3 separate regions of the Gossypium hirsutum genome follow, and regions 2 and 3 are each linked to region 1. The links are chromatin contacts, called in public Hi-C maps. All regions are on one chromosome and are shown on one strand. The core of a region is the stretch at or near the end of the contact, and the rest is flanking DNA. Distances in the headings are between cores, read along the strand shown.

Region 1 (3,077 bases), core at 424-2,923:
CTTTCCTAGATTATTTTAAAGTTAAATATGGGTCCTGTCCACATTTATTCCGACCTAAGTCTGGATATATTTCAGTTTTTAGCCCACTATTAATTATAATTCTAAGGCTAAAGTATTAAAAAAGCTCTTTTAAAATAATTTTAAAAAAAAATCAATTGATTCATTTGTCAAAAAGTGCAATCAATTGAGTCCTTAATCAAAAGTTAGCAATCAATTAAGCCATTAGAATATGGTTTTCTATCAAGCCCCAAATGGACCATTGAGTGCTAATGTGGTAATTGATGTGTAAAAATAATGATGGTGGTGACTATCATGGCATTTGATGTGGAAAAATGGTAACATGGATGGCTTAATTGATCTTAATTATTTTTCTTGGGCTTAATTGAATTTTAATTATTTAAGTTTCAAAATTGTTAAATCTTATAATTTTTTCTTGGAAAAAATAAAAATTATAGAAAAACTATAAATGTTATTAAATATTAAAAAATTATAAAATATTATTAATATGTTATGAAAAAGATATCAAACTGTTATATAAATAATATAAAATTATAGAACTTATAAAATAAAATAAAACTATAAGAAATTATATAAATATATATAAATTAATTTTAAAAAGTTATAAAAACTTATTAAAAGTATTAAAAAGTTATAAAAATTATAAAATTGTAATAAAATTGTAGAAAATTTTTGTTATTTGGAGTGCTTGGATTTGGTTTTAATGGTGAACTTGAAGTGTGATGGTGATAGACTTGTATAGGGTGCTGAGTAGGAGGTCCAAGAGGCAATGAGTTTAGTGTTTGGTGATTGAAGATGAGTGGTGAGTAATTATTTTAGTTGAGAAGACGCGACGAGAGGGAAGTTAATAAGAATAGATTTAGGTATGATGTAGGACTGTGTGTGAAACAAAACAAAAAAGAGTAATATTTTAAAAAAAAGTTTTAAAAAATATTAGAAATTATAAAAATATAAAAATTTATGAAAACAATAGGCTTAAGTTGAGATATGAGTGCTCATTTGTGAAATAACAATAGGCAATTGTCAACTTGTTCTAGGAAAAAAAAAAAGAAGCGCTCTGGGTAATACAATAGCAACCGATTTTAACATGAGTACTCATTTGGGAACGAGTACTTGATTGTAAATTTTGAGAATTTTTTCCAACATAACTTTTCAGACCTTTTGAAGCATTGAGCAGAAGTATAGTTAAAAGTAGAAAGTAACACAATCAAATTTCTCCTAAGTTGAGAGGGGATGAAGGAAACACAACAAACCTGTTGAGTGGTGGTGATGACAACATAAGGATCACTGCTAGACGCTATCTTATCACGAATAATAAGATTGTAGCCTCTTCGAACCCTAATTCTGAGAAGTCCCAACGTATCCATTGCAACAAACACGTTGTTTTTTTTCTAGATATTACAATCCAAACAAAACAATAATCTGAAACAACTTTCTTTTACTTCCTTTTTCTTGGAAGAATACCAATGTATTGGAATAAAAATAATAAACTTGACAAATGAGAAACAAATCGTTTGGAATTGGAAGGAATCTTTAATTTCCACTGTCTATAGACTCGACCTTCTTTCTAGCGTCTTGTGGTTCATTCATTTTTAAAAAATATAACAGAAAATGTCAAAATCCATAATCAATGAACATCTAAATTTTAGAAAGATGAGTGGTTCACCGCTTTCTTGCCTATTTATGTCATCATCTTGATCACAACAAGTTTACAATAAATATTAACCATTGGTGTTGTTTTAAACTTTTAGTTAATTAAATTAGAATATAGAAATTAAATGACTACTTCCAAAATTTATATGTTTGTATATAATATATATAGGCATATGATATAATTGATGTGAAATTATACAATTTATAAAATTTTTTATTGAGATGTGTCACCTGGTAAAATTTAACTTATATGTTTGAATATAATATATGTAAGGCCCAATTTTGGCCCGGGCCTTTATAAACACAAAACAAAAAAAGGAGAGAATAAATTATAATAAAAGTATTATAAAGTCTAATTTTAAATAGTCCAGGGCCCAAAATTAAAACCTAAATTACAAATGGTCCATAGCCCAAACCCAATACAAGCCCAAATAAACCTAGACCCAAAATTACATTGGCCCAAACGGCCCAAAATACTTTAGAAACATAAACCCTAGGGTTTCTACCTCTTGCGCCGCAGCCAGGCCCCAACCGCCAGTGCCGTACGGCCTCCTGGCACCACAGCCACCCCCACGCCTCCATACGCCAGCGCACAGCCCCCGTACACGCGCCACACACACCCCGTAGCTGCAAAAAGGGACAAAAACAACAGCAAAACAAAGAAAGAAGGGACAAAAAGATTGTATTTTTTTTAGTTTTCATCATTTGGCTATAAAGCCAAAAACTTTGTCATTGTAATTTTTTTATGCACAATATACGCGCATTGAAATACAAAAAAGCAACCAAAAATCAAAACGTGATTTTCAGATTTGGTTCTTCTTTTCCGATTGTTTTCCTCTTCGTTTTTTGTTTCTTTGGTTTCACATACTGTGTATTTTGAGTATAAAAATTGTAAAAGGAAGTAAAGAGGTTTACCTATACGAACGAACCAGTGGAGTCCTTATTTCCTTCGCTTTAATCGTAGTCGAGATGGGATTTTGGGTTTGAAATCGGTGGTCCTTAAGGCAAGGACCTAAGCAGGGTTAGCGAGCGAGCAGATCTCCCTCCGTTGATCACCATTCGGGGTGGTCAAATGGCGGCTAGGGTCTTTTGAGGCTCGTACAAAGGAGGAGGTTAGGGTTTGGAGCAATGAGGGGATACGGTATAAAGGGGGTTTTATATGTGCGTGGGAACGGCGTCATTTAAGGCTTGTTCCCATGGCCTCAAAAATGACGTCGCATAAGCCTATCTGACCCGACCCGATCCTTTGCCCCTAGGGTCCGCGCATTTCCGTGGAGAGGGAATATTTGCGCGTTGGTCCTTCCTTTTTCGTGCTAACATTCAATTAGGCCCTGTCCACATTTTCTTTATTTTTTTAATTTATCCCTGGGATTTGTGCGTCATTGCAGCTTAACTTGTGTCTAAAC
Region 2 (2,936 bases), core at 187-2,686, 540 kb before region 1:
ATTAAATAGAGAGAAAAAATGACTTTTTTTTTATAAAGTTAGAAGGTCAAATAAATCATTATGCATTTACATTATTATATTGCAACACAATCAATAAATATGGCAATTATTTTACTTTTAAAATTGTCTTTAAAAGATGATTTTTTCGATGGTTTCTTCCGACGAGAGTGATGGGGATAAGGTGAGATTGGTTGAGGATGTTATCACCAAAAAAGTTTGCCTTAAGGAACAGGGAATTGAAACGGATGTTGGAATGGCAATGGATTTGAACCCTGATCCACCATTATCTTGGAAAGAAAGATTAATGGGAAAAGGATCTGTTGAAGTGAAAAACGAAATGTGGTAACGAGCTTGGGAATAGAAGATGATTTTTGATTTTGAGGAAGGGGACATTACGAGGTCTTTTGTTAATGGCATACCCTCGATTGTCTTCTTGGAGAGGGTCCAACACTTATTAGTTACGAATATGGCTAATACAGTTGTGATCAAGCTCTTAAGTCGAAATATTAGCCACACGAATATAAAAGAATAAGCTGTCAACCCTCTCAAAAACTTCTTTGTCATTCCAACTCATGGATATTAAAAATGGATACTTTTTCACTAAATTCTGGAGCAATGAAGATTATGAAAAAATATTGTGCCAAGGTCCTTGGGTTATCTACGGACAATATTTAATGGTACAACCATGGACTATAGATTTCAATCCTGCTCAATCTTTTCCAAGTTTTGTAATGTCATGGATATGCTTTCCAGGTCTTCCGAGTCATATGTATAACCCAAAGATTTTGTGGGAGATTGGAGCAATGATGGGAAAACTTGTGAAGCTAGACTTTAAGACAAATTTTGGAGCAAGAGGCCGTTTCGCTCGTATGGCGGTTTCTGTGAATTTGGATAAGCCATTGGTATCCCAAGTTTAGATTAATGGAATTTTTCAATGGGTAGAGTATGAAGACTTGCCAATGGTCTACTTTCTGTGTGGCCGATATGGACATGTGAAAGACCTTTTTCCAAAAGAGGAAACTGCTCCAAGGGTTGATGGGAAGGGATCATCGAATGGTGGAGGAACTCTGGGCACTGATGCGGTCATGGTGGAAGATGATGGAATGAATGAAGGAGGGGTTTAGGGTCCATGGATCACCGTTGAGAGGATACAACGTCGTAATCCTAGGGATTTTTGGAAAAATAGCAACATAAATTCAGTGATTAATATTGGAGAATCAAGTTTTAGCATTCTTGCTGTCGTTAATGAAAATAAAGGAAACAAATCTGATTTAGAGGTTGTGCAGGAGGGAAATGATAAAGAGGTGTAGCGACAAGGGCTTAAAGGACATCAACAGTATGCTGGAAATGATAGGAAAGAATCTAGGCAGGCCAGTGCAGTGGGCTTTTGTAATAAAAAGGGAGCAGTGGGCTCACTTTCAAAAATTCATGGGAAAGAGGTGGCCCAGGCTAATGATATGGGTTTTGTTAATTTGGTTAATAGGTCGGCGGCTGCTATTGAGGATTGTGGGGGTCCTTCTAAATCAATTTTAGCCCAGCTGGAAAAAGGTGGTTTGAATGCAGCTACTATCGTCCATGCAGGTTTCAGTAGTAGTCTAGGTGAGTCGATCGGTGCAAGTGGCAGTAGGCCAGTTGAAGCTTCTACAACAAATTTGTTTTTTCATTTTAATCCAATTTTTGAAGGGCCTTAGGGTGGCGGTGGCATTAAAAGAAGACGTACTAGATCCCTTAAAACATTCGGCGATGGTATTTAAAGAAAATGCTAATATGAACCAACTGGAAGGGTTGGATAGTAACCGAGTTGAAGTGTTGGATGGTGTTGAGAGAAGTACTCAAGGCCGATTTGTTAAAAGTAAAGCTGATGGTGCTAAGAATGGTATGAAGCTTAACAAGACAATTCGGGATCGAGGAAACCAGTTCAAGATATCAAGTAATAAAGGGGTCCTAATTTCGGATTCCATTGATAATATGGTGAACAGTATGTAATAACCCACCCGACGAAGGCTTTAATATGGTTACCGTTTATTGGACTAAGCGTAGTTTTGGTTAAGTATTAGTTGTCATTGGCGAATCCTATGTTTTAGCGAGATCTATAGATTGGTGGATTCTTTTGTTGAGTATATGCCACTCTAGATGTTTTGACGAAGATATTAAATTCATAGTTTAATAGATTTTTTTGCTATTTTAGAAAGACTATTTAATTAATCTAGTCAGAACAGGTTAGAATGGAACTATGATACTATAGTTGATAAGACTTAAATTATAATAAGTGCACTTAATCACGAGAGCCAAGGGTGTTAGTGGAATAATCTTATTCTTCCACTAAACCTTGTCTCCGTGCTTAAATATATAAGAGTATCTGTGTCTTGACCAATAAACTTTGCATTTTCTTTGCATTCGTCTTCTTCTTGATTTTCTCTAATTCTCTTTTAAAAGCTTAAGCCCAAAAATCTTTCTGAAGTTGGGTTCACTGTACTTAGCCAACTCCCACATTTGTTTTTAATTCTCTGGTAAATATTGATGAACCCTAGGTTATTTTCATAGTTATATACATACTATTAATTCTGCTTGCATGTTTGGATTCAATTGTGTAATGATTTGTTAAGCTTAATCATCCATATTTTAGCTTAAGATGTTATAGAAGGTCCGACTGGCAAAGGAAAAGGTCCTACCATCTAGACTTTGTTGTATTTTTGATGAGTTTCTTCTTACTTACATGTGTGTATAATATTCTTGTTTTATATTTCATGTAAGGTAAGTACTTATACTCTGTAAAGGTGTAATGTGTATATGAGAAAGGGTGTTCAAGAGTTGTTAGTTAGAGTCTGTTATGTTTATGTTAAAGCGTAAGAACCATTCTTCATGCTTAAGCCACAACCTTCTGCTTCTGACAAGAATGATATGGACTGATTCCTGGAAATGATGTTAAAAAAATA
Region 3 (2,841 bases), core at 60-2,559, 800 kb before region 1:
TGAAATTTCATATGTAGAATATTTTTAATGAGATGTATTACATAAATAACCCTATAAGTTAATTACATGTAAAAAAATAAAAAAATAAATAATACATTAAATTAAAAAAACTCTTAATTTAAAGAAAATAAATGTAATTATCTAAAAAAATTAACTCAGTAGAAAAACTTCTCAATAAACAAATATATAAAAGATTGAAACTTTTTTTTAAAAAAATTTGAATTCATTAAATTTATTAGAAAAAATAGTTTAAAAAAATTAAAAGTTGATGGCAAAAAAAATTTCAAAAATACAATTATAACTATTTTAATAAAATATGTAAATATTAGTAACTAAATTTATCTTTAAACTTTTTTCACAAGATGACTTCACTGTGATGCCATAAAAATAAAGTGAAAAAAAAGAGTAAATTCTTCTAAGTCGATGCTTGAACCCAATACCAATTATAGCATTGTCTGATTTTTTATTTTAGGAAACCAATTTCCAATAAAAGCATTTTATAGGAGATCAATATTGATGGAGAAAAACTTAATTAGCTAGTAATTAAACCACGATATCCAAATTAAGTCTCCCTTTCTTAATTGAAAAATCTGAAAAGTAAAATTATGAGAAGAAAAAGAGATAAAAGCTTATGAAATACACAATGCAAGGTGTTTAATTACAATAAGAGTAAACTATAAATATAGTCACTTTTATTTGTCTCAGATTATAGTTTAGTTATTAGCATTTGAAATATTACGTTTTAATTATTTATGTTATCATTTTGTTACGAAGTAGTCATCCTACCGTTAAATTTCATTACTTCCCTAATGGCTGTCCTATGTGGCAGTTCAAATTAAATTTATTTAATTAAAAATATATTTTCATCCTAACAATTGGATATCTAAGTTGATATTTAAAACTTATTTAGACTACTACATAGGACTGTTGTTAGGGAGGTAGTAGAGTTTAATAGTAGAGTGACCACTTTATAACAAAACGATCAAATAACTAAAATACTTAAATTATTAAAATATAATCTTAAGTAAATAAAAATGACTATTTTTATAATTTATCCTTAATAAATAAAAAATATTGACCAAAACTTCCATTTTAACTTCAAAACGTCAAGATTGATGCCTAAGAATGAAGTAAGAAGAATGGAATGAAGTAAGAAGAACGGAGTTTTTTCAATAAAAAAAAGAAAAAAGAGAGAGGATAAAACATGTGATGTGAGTGAGTTTGGAATAAAAAAGAACACTTTTCCCTTCCAAACACACCTCCTATTATTATTTTCCCTCCCTCCCTCCCACCCTCCCTCCCAAACACCACTTGCACGTGCTATCCTCTTTCTCTCCCCTTTCCTTTCGATCACTACAAACATCCAATTTACACCCAAAAATTCAAATAAAGAAAAGAAAAAAAATTCCTCTTCGGCTCTTACTCTATCTTTTCTTTTCTTTCTCTCGTCCCCACCAACAGGAGAGAAAGGAAAAAGAAAATACAAAGCTTTCATCTTCCTCTATAACGTAACCATTAAAGGTGAAATATATATATATAGAATTTAAAATAAACAGAGAAACAATTTCTTCTTTCCTTTTTTTTTTGTTTTTTCAAATGCACGCAAAAAATAGGATTCCAAGTAGCGGCCACAGCACCCCATCACCGCCGGCGTCACCACTACGGTCACCGAGGTACCGCCACGGAAGGAAGTCGGGTCGGTTTAGCCCGTTCCAACCGGGGCGGACCATAGCCCACCGTCTCGCTTGGTTACTTCTTTCGGTTCTTCTTCGTCGACAAGGGATTTTTCTCTTTGCTCCTCTCATTTACATCTCTGGGATGCTTCTTTACATGGGCACCGTTTCTTTTGATGTGGTTCCCGTTATTAAACACCGACCCGCACCCGGCTCTGTTTACCGGAGTCCCGAGCTTTATGAGAAGCTTAAAATTGATATGAATGCCGATAATTCCTCTGCTGATGCGGTGAGTCACTTATTTTTTATTTGTTCCTTTTTACTCAATTCTGATGGCTTCTTGGATCTTATTATTGCGGGTCGAGTTTTTTTTTTTGTAAGATTTTCACTTTTGGCTCGGATTTGTCTTTTGAACCATTTTGAATTTCGAGTTTTTGTTTCATTTCTTTTCCTTCTTGGTTTGGATCTTGGTAGAATTTGAGGGACTTGGATAATATAGTTGCCTTTTTTCTGTTGTGTTATTGATAATGTGTTAGACTTTAGATTTCCGAATATTTCCTTGAAATTTAGAAATACGGTAAAGATTTTAAAATTTTTTTCTCATTTTGAAGATTACCGAGAAATAGAATGCTGAATCAAGGAATCATTTTTAGCATTATTCCTTTTTTTGTTAATAAAAAAATCACTGTTGGTTGCTGAGGAAGTAGACCCTTGTGTCTTGTTGTACATGTTTCATTTCCAGCTGTAACAATCTTTGGGATCGTATCTGGATCTGAAGAACATGGAAACTGCATTTCTTTATATATTGTAGTAAAAATAATTGCAGCTTAAGTGAATTGAATCCAGAAGCTTCCGTTGATTGATTTAATCTTTAGGTAGAGCAGCACTGGTGGATTGTTGATGACTTGCTTCTTCTAAATCTAACTTGATTATTAGATATTAGTCTTTTACAGAAGCGGAATATGAATAAATCAAATCACTTTATTACCAGAACACTAGGATGGTAAACAGTTGCTATGGTTTCTTTTCATAATTGGGCTCATTTCTTCTTTGCATGTATCAGTGTCTGACTTTATGCTCTTTCTGTTTTAAACTTTCTCGGTCTGCTTCTTAAGGGCAATATGAATTACAATACAATCTAATTATACTTTCATATCTAACTTTTTGT

Evidence for each region. Hi-C and Micro-C count contacts between places; a contact is called where the count stands out from the background.
Region 2: a contact with region 1 is called in a Hi-C map of leaf, with 2.2 times the contacts expected there. The contact joins the enhancer-like site here to the promoter of LOC107886300 in region 1. A contact is called at or near these places in 10 of 34 Hi-C or Micro-C datasets (callus, fibers, hypocotyl and 2 more).
Region 3: a contact with region 1 is called in a Hi-C map of leaf, with 2.5 times the contacts expected there. The contact joins the promoter of LOC107886292 here to the promoter of LOC107886300 in region 1. A contact is called at or near these places in 6 of 34 Hi-C or Micro-C datasets (callus, hypocotyl and leaf).

The regions. Positions count from the first base shown.
Region 1 is chrA03:88,183,604-88,186,680 of Gossypium_hirsutum_v2.1, reverse strand. It overlaps LOC107886300 (protein C2-DOMAIN ABA-RELATED 9), which reads right to left and starts at 1,673. Exons shown (of 3, transcript XM_016810200.2): 1 at 1,272-1,673. The coding sequence starts at 1,385. LOC107886299 (a long non-coding RNA gene) reads right to left here and starts at 3,054. Exons shown (of 2, transcript XR_001680706.2): 1 at 2,587-3,054; 2 at 1,997-2,298.
Region 2 is chrA03:88,726,686-88,729,621 of Gossypium_hirsutum_v2.1, reverse strand. No RefSeq gene overlaps it. Among protein-coding and RNA genes, the nearest start is that of LOC107886291, 140 kb to the left of the region's middle. Within about 2 kb of position 1,436, at least 7 of the 9 cell types and tissues checked have an H3K27ac peak or open chromatin away from gene starts, as enhancers often do. A contact at or near this core is called in fibers, hypocotyl and leaf, where this site is marked.
Region 3 is chrA03:88,986,910-88,989,750 of Gossypium_hirsutum_v2.1, reverse strand. It overlaps LOC107886292 (protein ESMERALDA 1), which reads left to right and starts at 1,309. Exons shown (of 10, transcript XM_016810191.2): 1 at 1,309-1,962. The coding sequence starts at 1,597.